2 separate regions of the Ovis aries genome follow, and region 2 is linked to region 1. A link is a contact called in public Hi-C data. All regions are on one chromosome and are shown on one strand. Each heading gives the region's core, a stretch centred on a gene start, on an enhancer-like site or on the middle of the called end of the contact. The rest is flanking DNA. Distances are from core to core; before and after follow the strand shown. Region 1 has its middle 40 kb from the start of TRNAG-CCC. Region 2 has its middle 81 kb from the start of TRNAC-ACA.

The links. A called contact is a pair of places that touch in the nucleus more often than the background predicts.
Region 2: a Hi-C map of liver shows a contact between it and region 1, with 5 times the contacts expected there. The contact joins two enhancer-like sites. A contact is called at or near these places in 3 of 16 Hi-C or Micro-C datasets (blood and liver).

Annotation. Positions count from the first base shown.
Region 1 is chr5:92,819,749-92,824,312 of ARS-UI_Ramb_v3.0, reverse strand. No RefSeq gene overlaps it. Among named protein-coding and RNA genes, the nearest start is that of TRNAG-CCC, 40 kb to the right of the region's middle. Within about 2 kb of position 2,257, at least 6 of the 54 cell types and tissues checked have an H3K27ac peak or open chromatin away from gene starts, as enhancers often do. A contact at or near this core is called in liver, where this site is marked.
Region 2 is chr5:93,293,772-93,298,335 of ARS-UI_Ramb_v3.0, reverse strand. No RefSeq gene overlaps it. Among named protein-coding and RNA genes, the nearest start is that of TRNAC-ACA, 81 kb to the right of the region's middle. Within about 2 kb of position 2,500, at least 5 of the 54 cell types and tissues checked have an H3K27ac peak or open chromatin away from gene starts, as enhancers often do. A contact at or near this core is called in liver, where this site is marked.

The sequences.
Region 1 (4,564 bases), core at 1,008-3,507:
GGCCCTTTGAAAAAACTCCTTTCCCTTCCTGGTCTGACAAAGCCCTCAGCGACTGACCTTTGAGGGGCAGACACGTTGGTCTCTGCTCTCCCAAGAAGGACGGTGAGCCACACTCATCTGCCTGGGACCCGCTGCCTACTTCCTCCATTATATTTAGCTCTTCGGTTATTTTCCTAATGAGCTGTCTGTTTGCCTCCAGCCTCCCAGCCAGAAAATGAATGTGTGCAGATCATACACTGAGTCCCCAGGGCTCGGGACCTGCAAGGACCTGTTCTATACATTTTGAAACCCACCCACTCCAGAGCCCATGCTGGGTCTTCACTTTCCTCTCTTTGCCCTGTGACTGGACTGGGACCCTGCTCTCTCCGCGCACCTACGCTCTCTCAGATGACCATCTCCATAGCTGCCCCTTCCCACCTTGCCAGGTAGGCCAAGGTAGCTTAACAGGAAGACTGAGCGTGCGCTTGGGACAGTAGCGATCCAAAGAGCAAGTAAGAATTCAAAGTGTTTTCACCAATCGGGAAGTTACCATAAGAGAATCTTTTATATTTACGTTGTAGCTTTGCACAGGCTTTGTTTTGAATTATATATGCTAGGGGAGAATGAATCTTAATGTTTTTGATTTGTGGGAACTCCACAGGCATCACCATGCCCTGCTCTCTAACATCTGACAGGCTGGTTTTCAGCCACCAGTGAAACCTCCATCCACAGCTGATGTGACCCAGGGAGTGAATCCTGCTGGAAGCAGGGACGTGTTGGACCTCAATCTGCCTTAAGATGCACTATTTGGCTCCTCTGGTTCCACCATTCCACGCAACAACCCAAGGAAACTACAGTACGTTCAGTCTTTAAAGCCAAATGATACTTTTAGTGGTGGTGGTCTGCAATCTATTTTCAAGGAGTTGATGAACATCAAAATAAACCAGGTTATCTCTTCACACATGTAAAACGGTGCATGACTCTTCTCTCTCCTGTCTCCTGAAAGACTTATGTGCATATTTTAATTAGGTCCCCCAAGACCCAATACATAAAATGGACATTGATTTTTTTTTTTTTAATTTTAAGACCTAGGAGATGCTATGTAACCAAGCTCTCCCTAAACCTGGAAAAGCAGTTCACACACTAAAGTGGAAAAGCCCACCATCTCTGTGTCCATGAATGTGAACTTGGATGGGCAGCAGCTGCTGTTGTTAAGTAGTTCTCTGCTCAAGGCAACACCAAAGGATGAAATAAATCTGGAAAAGATTTGGGCTTGATTTAGTAGCTATTGGGCTTCCCTGGTGGTTCAGAGGTTAAAGCGTCTGCCTCCAATGTGGGAGACCCAGGTTCAATCCCTGGGTCAGGAAGATCCCCTGGAGAAGGAAATGGTAACTCACTCCAGTATTCTTGCCTGGAGAACCCCATGGACACAGGAGCCTGGTGGGCTACAGTCCACAGGGTCGCAGAGTCGGACAGGACTGAGCAACTTCACTAGTAGCTATTAGATATTGTCAAATACTTGTGAGCATTTGATTTTAGAATGCTTGGATATGGTATGTCAATACATAAATTTGCACAGAAAATAAACCAGGTGGAGACTGCACCTCTTTCAGAGGACTCAAAGCAGCATTCCTTAAACAACGAAAAATCCGCTACATTGTCCGGAGCATTTAAAAGCTAGTGTAGGTTTTTAATTTGAATTTAAAAATAGTTTGGGCTTCCCTGTGGCTCAGACAGTAAAGCATCTGCCTCGCAATGCAGGAGACCTGGGTTCCATACCTGGGTCGGGAAGATCCCCTGGAGAAGGAAATGGCAACCCACTCCAGTACTCTTGCCTGGAAAATTCCATGGATGGAAGAGCCTGGTGGGCTACAGTCCATGGAGTTGCAAAGAGTTGGACACGACTGAACGACTTCACTTTCACTTTTCCCTTTCCTTCACTTTTGAAAAAAATATAAAAACTGTATACAGAAGATCTAATGATGTGATTCGCAGTGAGAATTTCCAGATGGTATTTTCAGAGCTCACACGACCAATCCCTCCCCTCACCCCCGACACCCCACCTCTAGCTAGCCTCCCCCTCATTACTCCACGCTGGGCAGAGACAAAGGGACGGAAGGTGCAAGTCAAGTTGATATGATGTGCCTGCTTCTCCTCCAGCCCTGACAGGAGGAACCATGAGGCTAGGATTTGGTAAACATGACAGTCTTGCTCAAGGCTCTAGGGACGGGAAACTCAAGCCCTGGCAGAGGCCAAAACGCCTCCCAGTTTCCAAAAGTGGACAGTCAGGCCATGTTTGAGCCCCGGGACCCAGCCCCACCACAGTAAGCCTGGATGGCCACACTGTGGCCACATCAAAGCAAAACACCAGCAATTTCAGGGACGTCTCCCCTGCAAGTTTCGGATGGAAATGCAAGTGGGAGGAGAGGCTGTGACGGCCCCAACCTCTTACCCTCCGGGTCTTGGTCGTCTCAGCCTCTCCAGGACAAACTGCCCCACTCTGTGGTTTGGGGCTGGCTTGTAGAGACAAAGAGTGTGTTGAGCCTCACACAGCAGACGGAGTGGCAAATCTCACTGATCACCGCTTCCCTTAAAGACTCCCCTCCCACGCCCCTTATGGAAAAGCCCTCCAGAGAAAAATCAATCCCCCGGCCTTTAAATCTGCCTTCTGCCCGAGTCAGAGGTTGCCAAGCATGGAGCCTTACGGGGACTCCTATCACAAAGCAAACAGGGCCCGAGCGGCCGGAAGGAGAGAGCTGCTCTTTAAAAGCTTTTAAATGCTGTTATATTTTGAAAGCCACTTACTGGAGAGGTGAGTTATTTTCTACTCCTCCTTCCCCAGAAGCACAGCCATTAAGGTTACCTGGAAACCTGTCCAGGAAGCATGTGGCAAAATAACCACCAGGCAACAGAAACATCCGGATCGGTCGTCTAACAGGAGATGGTATCGGCAAGGTCACATTTGGGCAGAGGAGGAAGAGGAAACGTCACTCGTTGGCAGGCCCTGGCTATACTGGGGGATGGTTCACATGTACATGTGGGAAGGGAGGGCCTTGTTCTGAGCTTGGCTGGGAGGGCACCTGGTTGATTTAAGTTGGAAACAAGGAGATCTGAGATCAGATCATACTGAAGACTGCCCCGTGGAAGGAAGAGCCACAAGGAGAATAAAAAGGTACTTCGCTGGTGCCACTAGTGGTAAAGAACTTGCCTGCCAGTACAGGAAATACAAGAGACACAGGTTCAGTCCCTGGATTGGGAAGGTCCCCTGGAGGAGGGCATGGCAACCCACTCCAGTATTCTTGCCTAGACAATCCCCATGGACAGAGGAGCCTGGGGGGCTACTGTCCATGGGGTCACAAAGAGTCAGACACGACTGAGCGGCTAAACAACAACAGCAAACCTTTTGGAGATGTGGTGGACACAGAGAATGACCCAAGAACACTGCTTTTCAAGTTCCTAGAGCAAAATGATACAGCGTGAAGGAGTATCTATGGGCGGGGGGTGGGGGGTGGGGCGGGGATAAGAAGATTTCATAATGAAGGTGATCTTGAAGAGTCTTGGACAGCAAAGAAGATGGGAGAAGAGATGGGGGGGGTTGGTGGTGGCTGATATGGTGCATTAGCTGGACCCGTGTGCTATGGACATGAAGCAAAATAACCAGGAGATGAGTTGATAGAATGGAAAAAGTACAGTGTTGATTTGAATGTTCTGGGCTGAATGATTGTAGGGGTAGGAAGGGGAGATGACTCCTCTGTCTCGTCATAACCTTAGCTCCAGACTCTTAAAAAAATAGCCTTTCATAATTATGAAAGGCTTTTTTTTTTTTTTGCTGTTTCTAAAGAGCTTATTCCTAATGTGTATTTCATTTCCAACCAACACCCTTTCTATGTCAGATGAGGTGATAAAATTTGTAATTATAGAGAAGCAGCAAAGCTGTGACTCAGCTGTTTCCCCAGGCAGCCTTGCCCACAGACGCAAGGCTCAGGGAAGTCCAGCCGGCATGAAAAAAAAAAGACAGGGAGAAGGGACCGTGGCAAACAGTGGTGCGTGAATGTTCACTGAATCCATCTCCTTTGCTTTACCCCAAAATATATCCTTTTTTCCCCCCCCTGATTTAGCATGAAGATGGGTAGCTAATGAAACCCTGTAATTCTGGAAGGTCAGTTATCAGAAAATTTGTGGTAATTCAGCTGAAAGCAGTAGGGGAGCTGTTGGACAATTCCTGGGCTTTCCAGTCACCACTTCCATCAGGTGCCTCTGTGCAAGTCGCTGAACCATGGCCCCAGATACCTGAGCAAACACAGAGGCTCAGACACTAAAAATACTTCCAGGAAATCTCCACAAGGCCAACAACCCTCAGGAAGAGATGAGGGGTGCATGAGGAAAGCTGAGCTGACATGCCACACTCCTCTCAAATTACAGAAAACCAATACTGTCAACCTGAGAAGATTGAGCAATACACTGGCCCACATACTTCATGAATGCCAGGCGCCATCTTCCTGAGAAGGATACTCACCAGCACAATGGGGAATGATGGTCCTTGCAACCCTTCTCAAATTGTCAGTTCAGTTCAGTTCAGTTGCTC
Region 2 (4,564 bases), core at 1,251-3,750, 470 kb before region 1:
CAGGCCTCCTTGTCCATCACCATGTCCCAGAGTTCACTCAAACTCACATCCATCGAGTCAGTGATGCCATCCAGCCATCTCATTGTCTGTCCTCCCCTTCTCCTCCTGCCCCCAATCCTTCCCAGCATCAGAGTCTTTTCCAATGAGTCAACTCTTCATGTGAGGTGGCCAAAGTATTGGAGTTTCAGCTTTAGCATCATTCCTTCAAAAGAACACCCAAGGCTGATCTCCTTTAGAATGGACTGGTTGGATCTCCTTGCAGTCCAAGGGACTCTCAAGAGTCTTCTCCAACACCACAGTTCCAAAGCATCAATTCTTCGGTGCTCAGCTTTCTTCACAGTCCAACTCTCACATCCATACATGACCACCGGAGAAATAGCCTTGACTAGACGGACCTTTGTTGGCAAAGTAACGTCTCTGCTTTTTAATACACTATTTAGGTTGGTCGTAACTTTCACTTCATGGTAAATAAATGGGAAAACAATGGAAACAGTGACAGACTTTATTTTCTTGGGCTCCAAAATCACTGCAGATTGTTATTGTAGCCATGAAATTAAAAGATGCTTGCTCCTTGGAAGAAAAGCTATGACAAACCTAGACAGCATATTAAAAAGTTGAGACATTACTTTGCTGACAAAGGTCCATATATTCAAAGCTACGGTTTTTCCAGCTGTCCTGTATGGATGTGAGAGTTGGACCATAAAGAAAGCTGACTGCCGAAGAATTGATGCTTTTGAACTGTGGTATTGGAGAAGACTCTTGAGAGTCCCTTGGACTGAACAGAGATCAAATCAGTCCATCCTAAAGAAAATTAGTCCTGAATATTTGTTGGAAGGACTGATGTTGAAGCTGAAGCTCCAATACTTTGGCCCCCTGATGCGAAGAACTGACTGATTGGAAAAGATCCTGATGCTGGGAAAGATTGAAGGCAGAAGGAGAAGGGGCCGACAGAGGATGAGATGGTTGGATGGCATCACCGACTCAATGGACATGAGTTTGAGTAGGCTCCAGGAGTTGGTGATGGACAGGGAAGCCTGGCGTGCTGTAGTCCATGGGGTCGCAAAGAGTCAGACACAACTGAACAACTGAACTGAGAGAACCTCTGGTGAATGTTCTGCAGTGCATAGATACATGGAGAGACTCACTCATGTAGACCATTCAATTGGATCCTTGAGTTCCCAGCCAAAATAAAATCTGTCCGCTTATGGCATCCAGGTGGCACATTTTTCTCATCATGAAAAATTTTGGCATTTTGAATTTATATTATCCTTCCTTCTAAGATTTTGGAGCTGACTTTTCGCACAACTGCAAATAAACGTGCAGAGGAATTCTCTAACTCCTTTCCATAGGTTTGTTTTTTTCATAGAGATTCTCATGTTCAGTTCTAATTCCTGCCAATCAAGCATTTCTAATGCAAATACCCAAGGAATTGTAGGGCATAATGACCAACTTTTACATAAGGACCTGTTTACTCTTGTCACTTCATAGAAGTTAAATGGCACCAGGGCCAAAGGGTGGGGTTAACAGTAATGTACCTGATCATGAAAGAAAAAAATGAGTTCTCAAGTAGCACACATTAAGACACTATCTTTATATATAAAAACTTGACTTAAAAATTGTTTTTAAATGTTTTTTTGGCATCAGGCCCTTAGGGTGCAGTGTTACAGTAAAAACCCAAGAGCTAAAACACAGTCGTGTTTACTCTCCTATAATTGCCTTGAATTGCAAATAAAGGATTGCAGCAAGGTAATATGAGGGAGGAAATTCCTTCTTTGTTAAAGATTTAAGAGTGCAGGTAGGGTGGAAATGAACTGATAAGTCTCATGTGTATCTGAATAAGCAAGAAAGGTGTGCAAGAGAGAATTGTTAAAGGACCTTCCAATTATGATCAGGATAAAGGCCCATTCAGCAAAGCAGTCTCATCTGGCTTCTAGTGATATCAGTCTGCATAATGGAAATAATAAGTTAAGGTCATGAGATTGTTGGAGTCTCTTGTGAATATTAGACTTATTTCCTCAGTGAGTCAGAGTTAGAATGTCAGAGAGATCAATTTATGTGAATACAATTAATACGGTAATTAAGAAGTAGAGACAGCTCAAGAGGATATTGCCTGATAATTAATAACCAGCTGGAAAGGATGAGGATCCTAGGAAACAGTGAATTAAATAAAGATTGGCATGGAGAATTTCCATCAATAAGATATGGGCTATTGTTTAAGGCAGCTGGGGTTAGTATCTGCTGCCATCTGCTTAAAAAAATAAAACTCAGATTAAACAGGGCTTCTTGGAATTTTATGGCTTATAATTTTATGTCCAATAATTTTACATTCTAGAGAGCCCAAAGAATGGAGGCCAGAAATAAGGAGAAGGTAAAGGGTGGCACAATGTCCTACATGAAAATAGCGCCTGGCCTAGAGTGAGGGTCAGGGTTCTACTCTCATCTCTGCTAGAGATTAGCTGCACAGTCTGAAACAAAGTACTTCCCGTTCAGGTCTCCACTTCATTAGCCAACCAGGGTGACTGAACTCTATGACCTCGGCAATTTCTTGCAGCTCTGAAACCTGAATTATAGACACAGCTCCTTAACAATGACAGCCACAAAAAGCTGAAATATGAACACTCAGGCCAGAACCAGGGGTGGTAATTGTTGGCTGAGGGTGTTGAATAGGCACCAAGAGGTACTGAAGACCCAGATTTTAAAGAAAAAGGAAAAAAATTGAAAAGGAAAATATAAAAATAGTCCCATTTTCTGAAGTCATGTGTTTGAAAACAAGCATGAGAAATAAAGTGTGGGACTGTGGTTTATTTCTCTTTGCAACTCCTGATACTTGTAAGCAGATAATTTACTGCTGTAAGGGGTCTAGCTATCAACAAAATGCCCCTTGTTATGAAAAATAACATAAACCATTCACCTCAAAGTTCAATCTGCTCCGTGACAAGGTTCTCTGGAAACCAAAGCTTAAAAATCCAGGAACTTTTTCAACTACAGAGTCTTTGCTAACCAGATACTCCTCAGTTAGGTGAACAGTTCTTTGAAGATGGGTATAAAACATCTCTTGAATACAAAGAAAGCAAGAAAACAGACAGCTGCCTGTCTGCCTGGACCACAGTATATCTCCTGTGCGTGCGTGCCAAGTCCCTTGTTATCCCCCAGGCTGGAGGCTGCTGCACGTGTGGGGAGATGGGAAGAAATTAAACGTCTCAATACCAGACCCTTCCCCAGGGTCTTCAATAGCTTGCTCTTCTCAGAAAGCTCAATAGCTTCAATGTTTGCTCTTCTCAGAAAGCACCCAGGTGCCAGTAGAACTTGCTAAGGATGAGTAGCAAGGTCAGTTTTCTTAGGCGAAATGAGTCACTTTGCAGATGGCACCAGGCACCTTGCAAAGCACGTATATGCAAAGAAGGGCCCAGGTTAGGGTTGAGAGGGATGAGGGACAGGCTGCGAGGCAGGGGGAAGCTGACTGTTCACACCCATGCAAATGACCACGGGAGTTTTGGGTACCATCTGTCAAGGCTGCCTCCTCTCCCAGACTCCCCACACAGCCTGCCTGCCTCTGTAGCACCCTCAAGTTCACCTGGGGGCCTCTCAAATATGCCACTGAAGTATGCTAACCCAACTCCAAAGTCCTACTTGCATCTTTCTTTTCCAAGCAGAGCACTGGGGCATGCTTTGCCTGGTGGTGTACATTCCAAGAGCAGACACCCAAATAAACCAGGGCAGAAAAGTCCCCCTTTGACTTCCTTCTAAGGGGCCTGCACTCCAGAGGGGAGCCCATTCGTTCAGGTCCCCAAGCAATGAAAAGGTCATTTTAGCAGTTTATTTGGAGAGGTGAGACATCATATCATCGCAGCACACAGAAATAATTATAATCGACCTGAAGTCACTGAGAAAAGCAGCCAAGATAAATGTAGCTAAATTCAGTCAGCAGGACATCTCTATCTCATGCATAGATTTTTCTTTATGGCTCAAGTGTTTGATGTTGTGGAGAGAATAGTTAAGCTGGGATTTGGATCTAGGTTGTAGTTCAAGCCATTAGCCACTTGCACGAGGTGGGCAGTTCACCTCCTTGGGACTCACTTTTCTTACCTGTAAAGTGAGGACACTGTGATCTTTAAAATTCCTCCTAGTGTCAATTAATGGCCCAAATAATCTTGGACTGCGATTTTAAGAGGGCTGAAGGGCTGGATGTCCCAGCCTGATCAGGAATTTCAAAACAAGCACACAGTCTGGGCAGTCTCTGCAAATTACTCCCCAGTGTGACATTCTGAGCATGAGAAAGGAACAAGACTAATGTGTAAGAACTTACAATACTGTTTCATTAGCTTGCAGATGCTAACGTAGTCGGCTGTTATCTACTGAAGCCATAGGCACTGGACAATGTCTGGGGACATTTTTGATTGTCTCCTCTGGGGTGAAGTGGGTGGTGAGGGATGAGGGTTCCACTGACAGGACAGCCCCCACCCCAAAAAAGGATGATCTGGTTACAAATGCATGAATACTGAGGTCGGGCTCTGTGTATACAATTCGGGGCAGGTAGCTGAGCTGGGAGACTGGGAGGTAACCT